Regions from separate parts of the Mus musculus genome. Here region 2 is linked to region 1. Evidence: chromatin contacts called from public promoter capture Hi-C data. All regions are on one chromosome and are shown on one strand. The core of a region is the stretch at or near the end of the contact, and the rest is flanking DNA. Distances in the headings are between cores, read along the strand shown. Region 1 holds the start of Parp6 (poly (ADP-ribose) polymerase family, member 6). Region 2 holds the start of Imp3 (IMP3, U3 small nucleolar ribonucleoprotein).

Region 1 (3,865 bases), core at 955-3,454:
AACTTGGAAGACTCAAAGTCAGATCCTCATTACCCATGTAAAAAGTGGGGTACAGTAGTACCATCTGTAATCCCAGCACTGGAGAGGAAGAGACAAGAGAATCCTTGGAGTTTGCTGGCCAACCAGTCAATCCATTTATAAACAACTCTTTTGGTGAGAGTCTCTCTCTCTCCCCCTCCCCCTCTCTCCCCACCCCCATCACCCCCCCACACACACACACACACAGAGGGAGGAAGGGAGGCAGGGAGGGAGACAGTCAAGGAGGGAAGGAGGCAGGGAGGGAGGGAGAGAGGGAGTAACTGACTAATGGAAAATGAAGAAAGCCAGGAAGAGCATAATAATCTATAAAGCAGTTAAAATTCATTGAGTACGGGAGCATGAGAGGGAAAGGGTTAAAGAGAGGGAATCCTGGGAGGTTGTGGGATTCTGCCATTCCACATTTCATTCATGGGAACAAAACCTTTGTGTTTTCTTATGTTGAACACATTTCCACAGTGCATGCTCTCAGAAGACTATGTGACCCTAAGTCCAGTTCTGAACTACTGTGAACTATTGCACTCTGAGACTGGAGTATATCCCTCAGTTTTCTTCAGTTATTACAATGTAACAAAACACCAAAATCTGTTAGCAGTCAGCGGCCTGGGGATCCTTGGCTCGATCCAGTTGAGACTCATGAGTAAGCAAGGAGAGAAACTAGAACCCAGGGGGCAAGCACAACGGCTCAAGCCAAGAATGCAATAATTTAATTTTCTCTTCTTTCCTTCCTTCTTTTTTTTTGAGACTGTTTCTTTGTGTAGCTTTGAGTGTCCTAGAACTAGTGCTGTAGACCAGACTAGCATCTCAGAGATCTGCCTCTGCCTTTAAAGTGCTGGGATTAAAGGCATGCACCACTACCGTCCCACACTTTTTTTTTTTTAAGGGTTTTTTTTATTTTTAATGTATGAGTATCTGCATGTACACCTGCATGCCAGAAGAGGGCCCAAGATTTCACTATAGATGGTTCTGAGCAACCATGTGGTTGCTGGGAATTGAACTCAGAACCTCTGGAAGAGCAGCCAGTGCTCTTAACCCCTGAGTCATCTCTCCAGCCCCACTTTTTTTTTTTAAGATTAATTTTACATATGCATGTTTGTGTTTTCCTGCATATATGTGCGTGCAACGCATTGGTTCCTAGTGCCTGTGATGGCCAGAGAGGGTAGTAGATCTCCTGAAACTGGAGTTTCAAATTATTGTGAACTGACTCGTAGGTGCTGGGAACCCAACCCAGGCCTTTGACAAGTGCAGCCACTGATCTTGGCTGCTGAGCTTTCTCTTCCATCCCAACTAAAATGTTTCATTTAGTTAATTTCTGAGATGGTTTCATATATCCCAGGCTGGCCTTGAATTGGCTATGTAGCTTAAGACTTCTATGGGGGCACACGCCTTTAATCCCAGCACTTGGGAGGCATAGGCAGGTGGATTTCTGAGTTGGAGGCCATCCTGGTCTACAGAGTGAATTCCAGGACAGCCAGGGCTATACAGAGAAACCCTGTCTCGAAAAACAAAACAAAACAAACAAAAACAAAAACAAAAAAACCACAAAAAACAAAAAGACTTCTAACTTGATTTTTGTGCTTCAACTTTCTGAATGCTGAGATAACATTATACAGACTACAGGCACGACACGGGATTTACACACCTGTGCATAAACTAAGGGTTTGTGGTTGCTAGGCAAACACTCTTCCAAGTGAGCTATGTCCCCAGTCCCCTGTGTGATGAGAAAGCCTGGGTGCGGTCGGTACACCGAAGCAAATGAACATGGGAGCAAGTCAGATTTCAGAATTTTAACTTTTGATTCCTATTTTTGTCTGGCTTCAAGCTGCACCAAAGGGGCACCTCAGTATCTCTATATAGGCAATCTAGATTACCTTCTTCTGCAACCCTCCTAACCACACGAGGCGACAAAGAAAAACATTATATTTCGGCATGTCCGGAGAACCTCTTTCTCAAGCTCCCTCCGGGCCCCAAAGCGCAAGCGCCACTCTCTCGCTTCCTCACGCCTTCAACTCTGGATCACTGCGCACGCGCGCCCTGGCTAGCACCCTGGGGTGGGGACACGCCCAGGTACAGCACGCACCGCGGTTGGTCGGAAGAGGACACCTGATCGCGGTGTCTTCGCCTGAGCATGCGCAGAGCGCCCCGGCGTGCCCGAGACCGCACGCTGAGGCGTGTGGTGCGCGACCTCACCCGCCCGCCTCGGTCCCCGCCCCTTGGCCTGCCGCTCCGCCCCCGCGGGGCGTCCCGGGCCGCTCGTCCCCTCCGCGGCGGCCGCGCGCGGCCCGGGGTCGCCGTGAGTACTCTCTAGGCTGGCGTGTGGGGAGGCTGGAGTGGGGATGGGGCGGGGCGGTCGGGCTGCTGGCAAGGTCCGCCCTGCCTGAGGGACCAAGTAAGGGATGCTGACAGGCTTCGCTCGGCTGGGCGGCTGGCGGCGGCGAGCCGCAGACGGGTCCTTAACGGGGAAGGCCGGAGCTGAGGGCTTTGGGGGACACCTGGAGAAGAGGCCTCAGGCCCTGCCCTGCATGCGCAGGTGTCCTCGCGAGCGTCTTGGTCTTCTCCCTCCGCCCGGGCTAGGGTTAGCGCTGGCCCGCGGGTCTCGCCCCTCCGCACCCTCCTTCGCCCTTTGTTTAGTAGCCTAGTCCTTTTGACACTTCCGTTGGAGTGGAGTTTTCTTCTCCTAGCACACTGAGCTGGAAGTCAAGCCCAGAATGTAGACGTTGAGATCAGAGGCGTCTCTTGACTAGGTATACGTTAAATGGTCACTCTGAAAAGTGCCAATGGACGTAGAGAAAAAGACCTTTGTGGGTCGTCCGAAGGCTTATTTACCGTTGGCACGATCTCATAGAAATAGACCAAGCGTGTTAATGCGAGCTGCCATCCCCCAGAATAAACACTGAGCCTAACAGCACACTTCTCTGGGCACTCTTAATAGTCTCTATTTGATCTAGCTCCTCTTGAAAGGTTCCAGATCTGCCCCCCACCCCCACCCCGAACTAGTTATTACATGAAAAAATGGATAGATTTGGCCCTATCAAACGTTCAAGTTACTTATGCAAGTTTTGTGACCTCCCTAGGTTGGAGTATTAAATATGTAACATGAAAACTTTGAACTAGGTCATCTCTCAGCCCCCTCTTTTTTTTTTTTTTTCTTTTTTAATGAATTCCGTGCTCCACCATCTGCCTTTTCCCACTCTCCAGCTTTTAAATCTACTCTCCATTCCTGAGAGAAGGCCATGGAGTGTTGAGGATTCAAGTCTTTTTTTACTAAAACAGTCTGGTTGGAGAAGCTGGTCATTTCATAACTGTCTTTTCCTTAGAAAAACTGATTTTTTTTACCCCCTCCTTTTAATAGCATCAGAAACCAAGCAGCAAACCCTGAGGAGATGCTCAGTTTTCCTTGACTTCTACAGTGAAAGACCTTGAGAAAGTTGGCACTTCTAGCCTAAGCTGCCCTCATTCTACTGCTCACCCCAAGACAACCCAGGCTGGACTGTAGTGCTTCCCTCTTCGTCCAGAGCAGCATTTGACTGTTTTCAATCTAAAAGAACCCTGGTCCCAAACTTCATAATTGGCACCTCAGCTGCTCTTGAAGGTGAATGAAGTCTTGATTTTTAAAAAGCATTTTGTGTGATTTTTGTCAGTTTAGTAGCAGCATTTAAGTTCTTATACTTACCTCCTATTTGGCCTAGGTACATAGCTGAGGGCTCATTCACTAATTCAGTAAATGTGTTATAGAGGCTGAGAATGGTGAAAACAGTAAAATCTTTGCTTATAGAGCTACAGTCAGGAGTGAGAGAGATGGCTCAGCAGTTAGGACCACTGGACTGCT
Region 2 (3,865 bases), core at 726-3,225, 2.7 Mb before region 1:
AGTCACTATGACCAAGGTACCCTTTATAAAGGACCACATTTAATATGAGCTGGTTTACTGGTTCTGAAGTTCGGTCCATCATCATCACAGAAACATAACAGCATCCAGGCAGGCATGGCGACAGAGGAGCTGAGAGTTCTACATCTTGTTCAGAAAGCAAATAAAAGAGGACTGGCTTCCAGGCAGCTAGGAGGAGGATCTCTCAAAGCCCACCCCCCACAGAGACACACTTCCTCCAACAAAGCCACACCTCCTAATAGTGCCACTTCCTGGGCCAAGCATATTCAAACCACCACACCAGGTGCCATGGAGATACTGCAGCTTTGGATCTGCAGGACCAACCCCTTCACATGCTCCTGAAGTTCATAGCTTGCTTTTCAACGTGATAATCTCAGCAAATCATCTTTTGGGGTAGATGAGGAAGCGACACATAGAAAGCATGCATTGTGGGCTGTAGAAGTGACAATACAATATATCCTGCCAGCCTCACTTACAGCAATAGAGAGTAGAGAGACACACCTTCATAACTGATATGGTTTGTGTGTCAGGAGGTTACCCCAACAGGTAGGGGCTCAGTAGAAATTCTTCTGGCCTTCGTTCTGCTTCTGTGATTTCAGACAGGAATTGTTTACCAGACTGTTCACCTCTTACAGATGAAGGTTAGGACTCCTACTTACACTCTGAATTTCTCATCATTGATGGGTACCATCAGTCACTGAGGATTGCAGAAACAATCTCCAGACATACCTGAGTAACACTTTAACTCCAGCACTTGGAGGCAGAGGTAAATGGATCTCTTTGAGTTTAAGGACAGCCTGGTCTATATAAAAATTACCAGGACAGATAGTACTAGAGACATTCTGTCTCAAAAAATAAAATAAAGTAAGACAGCCATGGTGGCACATGCTCACTCATAATCTCATCCTTTTGGATTGAATCTGGTTATATTGTGGTGAATTCATGGCTGACCTGGGCTACCTAAGGAAACTGTGTCAAAAAAATAAGAGGCAGGAATGCTTCCAATCCTGATTGTTTGGTACTACTGCCAGTCCAGTGACAGATCTCATGCTGGCCAGGATGGGACTATTTGTCAACTCTGGGGACCACTGGAACTGAGACATTTGCAGAGTTCTAATCACGTTTTTTGACAGAGATAATCCTCTTATTTATTTATTAGCATTCCACTCTTCTAAAGTTGTGTATGCTTTAAAAAAAAAAGATTTGTTTTATGTGTATCAGTGCTCTTAGCTGCATGTACATGTGCATGTCAGAAAAGAGCATCAGATCACATTATAGATGGTTGTGAACCACTATGTGGGCGATGGGACTTGAACTCATGACCTCCGGAAGAGCAGCCGTGCTGTTAACTGCTAAGCCATCTTTCCAGAGTTGGAGAGATAGCTCAGCCATTAAATAATAGGCTCACAACCAAAACTATGAGACAACTCTTTTAAAGGCAGTAACCTCTCTCTCTGGAAACTGACATCTACAGCTATTGACGGAGCAGACTCTCTTCAGTCACCAAAGACAGAACTCTGAGAGTAAACTAGGTGCTGCCAAGATGGCTCAGCGGTTAAGAGCACTTGACTGCTCTTCCAAAGGTCCAGAGTTCAATTCCCAGGAAAACCACAAACAGGGGATCTGAAGCTCTCTTCCGGTATGAAGACAGAGCAATCATATACACAAAATACGTAAATGAATAAATATTTAAAAACAAAACACAACACTGGACTAGACTAGTTGCATACGCACTGCATGCAAGGAAAAGTGTATTCGCAGGACACGGCTCTCCTTCCGCAATTCTTTCTCCCCCGCTCCCCTTTCAAAACAGGAAGTTCCAGAGTTGGACGAATGAAAAACCGGGGGCGTGTCTTTAACCAATCTTTTGATTGGTCCAGTGATCTAGAGGCGGGGTCTTTCTACGTCGAGGCGGAAATTACGCTAGATTTTCAACGTATTCCCTTTCTCCCGCATTCTCCATCATGGTGCGGAAGCTTAAGTTCCACGAGCAGAAGCTGCTGAAACAGGTGGACTTCCTAAACTGGGAAGTCACCGACCACAACCTCCACGAACTGCGTGTGCTGCGGCGGTACCGGCTGCAGCGGCGCGAGGAGTACACGCGCTACAACCAGCTGAGCCGAGCGGTGCGCGAGCTGGCGCGGCGCCTGCGCGACCTGCCGGAACGCGACCCATTCCGCGTGCGCGCCTCGGCGGCGCTGTTGGACAAGCTGTACGCTATGGGCCTGGTGCCCACGCGCGGCTCACTGGAACTCTGCGACTCCGTCTCGGCCTCGTCCTTCTGCCGCCGCCGCTTGCCTACTTTGCTCCTCAAGCTACGCATGGCGCAGCATCTCCAAGCTGCTGTGGCTTTTGTGGAGCAGGGTCATGTCCGCGTGGGCCCAGACGTGGTCACTGATCCCGCCTTTCTCGTCACTCGCAGCATGGAGGACTTTGTCACCTGGGTGGACTCATCCAAGATCAAGCGGCACGTGTTGGAGTACAATGAGGAGCGCGATGACTTTGATCTAGATGCCTAGCGAGTCTTCTTGTCCTGGCTTCTCAGCTACAGGTCACTGAACCGGGGATGGGGAGGATTGCCCCGGTGTACTGGGAATTTTTCCTAGAATTTGGACTGACAATTAAGTGACTGTGTCTTGAGAGACAGTGGGAAGCAGTTTTGTACCGCACTGGGGATTGCTAGCTTCTTGTGCCTTAAACTTTGTGGTGTAGAAGCAGGAATGTTACCTCTTCCCCTTTGCTTTCATCTTGAAATAGGACCGTCTGGATGGAGAGTTTGAGTTCAGTATATTTATATCGTTTAAAGAAACCCTTTCCTAATGCCAATAAATGTCCCACCGACGTTGTTTAAGTGCACATTTTTGTCTGGTCGTTCTTCTTACCTAGGGTCCTACATAGCCATATCTATTATCTTGCTAGCTGAAGAGCCTAAGGGCAGGAAAAGGGTTGAAGGCGTGAGGCTTTGGAGCCTCACGTGGAGGTTGCAGGATGTTGTACAAGCTGGGCAGATTTGTCACTTAACCAGTCCTTTTCTCGGAATGAATGTTTTGGCAGAGCTTTTATCCACAAGACTTCCTGTTGATATTCCAGCCCCAGGAAATACCATATTAAAGTCCTGGAGTGTTTGCTTGCCTAAGGAAATGATCGCCCTGTAGTTTGGCCAGCTAGTGGTTAGAAGGGACCCAGGAGGTTCCTGAAAACAGATGTTCTTCAAGGTCCTGGCTTCAGAGTTAAGGACACCCCCCCCCCCAAAAAAAAAAAACAAGCAAAAGGGCGAGGTAGTGCTGGCACAGCCTTTAATCCCAGCAGTTAGGAGGTTAAGGCAGGCAGATCTTTGAGTTCCAGGCCAGCCTGGTCGACATGAGGACAACCAGGGCTATGCAGAGAAATTTAGGACTTTAAAAAAAAAAAAAAAAAAAACGCAGCAGAAGCAAAAGGAAAACCATAAAGCAATAGAACTGGTAAATAGAGCACCAAGTTTTATCCCAGACCAAATACAAAATAGAATTCAGAGTCTGGCAGATTAAGGTATTTGTGTAGGGGTTATTTTTCTTCTCTCTCTCTCTCTCTCTCTCTCTCTCTCTCTCTCTCTCTCTCTTTTGAGACCGGTTTTGATTTGAAGCTCAAGCTGGTCTGGAACTAGAAGTGATCCTCCTGTCTCAGCCTCTCCAGTGCTAATATTACAGTGTGCACTGATGAGGCTCAGATTTTATGTGCTTCCTCTTCCTTGCTAGTGAGCCAGGCAAGATAGCTCAATGGGGAGAGAGGCACTTGCTGCTCAGGCTGACAGTGTGAATTTAGTTTTGGAACCCACATGGTGGAAGGAGAGAGCCGACCCTTCCACATG

The links. Promoter capture Hi-C pulls out the DNA fragments that hold promoters and counts their contacts.
Region 2: a contact with region 1 is called in a promoter capture Hi-C map of erythroid cells, with 20 times the contacts expected there. The contact joins the promoter of Imp3 here to the promoter of Parp6 in region 1. A contact is called at or near these places in 2 of 39 promoter capture datasets (erythroid cells and pre-B cells).

What each region holds. Positions count from the first base shown.
Region 1 is chr9:59,615,080-59,618,944 of GRCm38.p6, forward strand. Parp6 (poly (ADP-ribose) polymerase family, member 6) reads left to right here and starts at 2,205. Exons shown (of 24, transcript NM_001205239.1): 1 at 2,205-2,329; 2 at 3,389-3,628. It overlaps Gm51709 (a long non-coding RNA gene), which reads right to left and starts at 2,045. Exons shown (of 3, transcript XR_003948337.1): 1 at 1,908-2,045.
Region 2 is chr9:56,935,525-56,939,389 of GRCm38.p6, forward strand. It overlaps Imp3 (IMP3, U3 small nucleolar ribonucleoprotein), which reads left to right and starts at 1,976. Exons shown (of 1, transcript NM_133976.2): 1 at 1,976-2,874. The coding sequence starts at 1,983. The coding sequence ends at 2,537.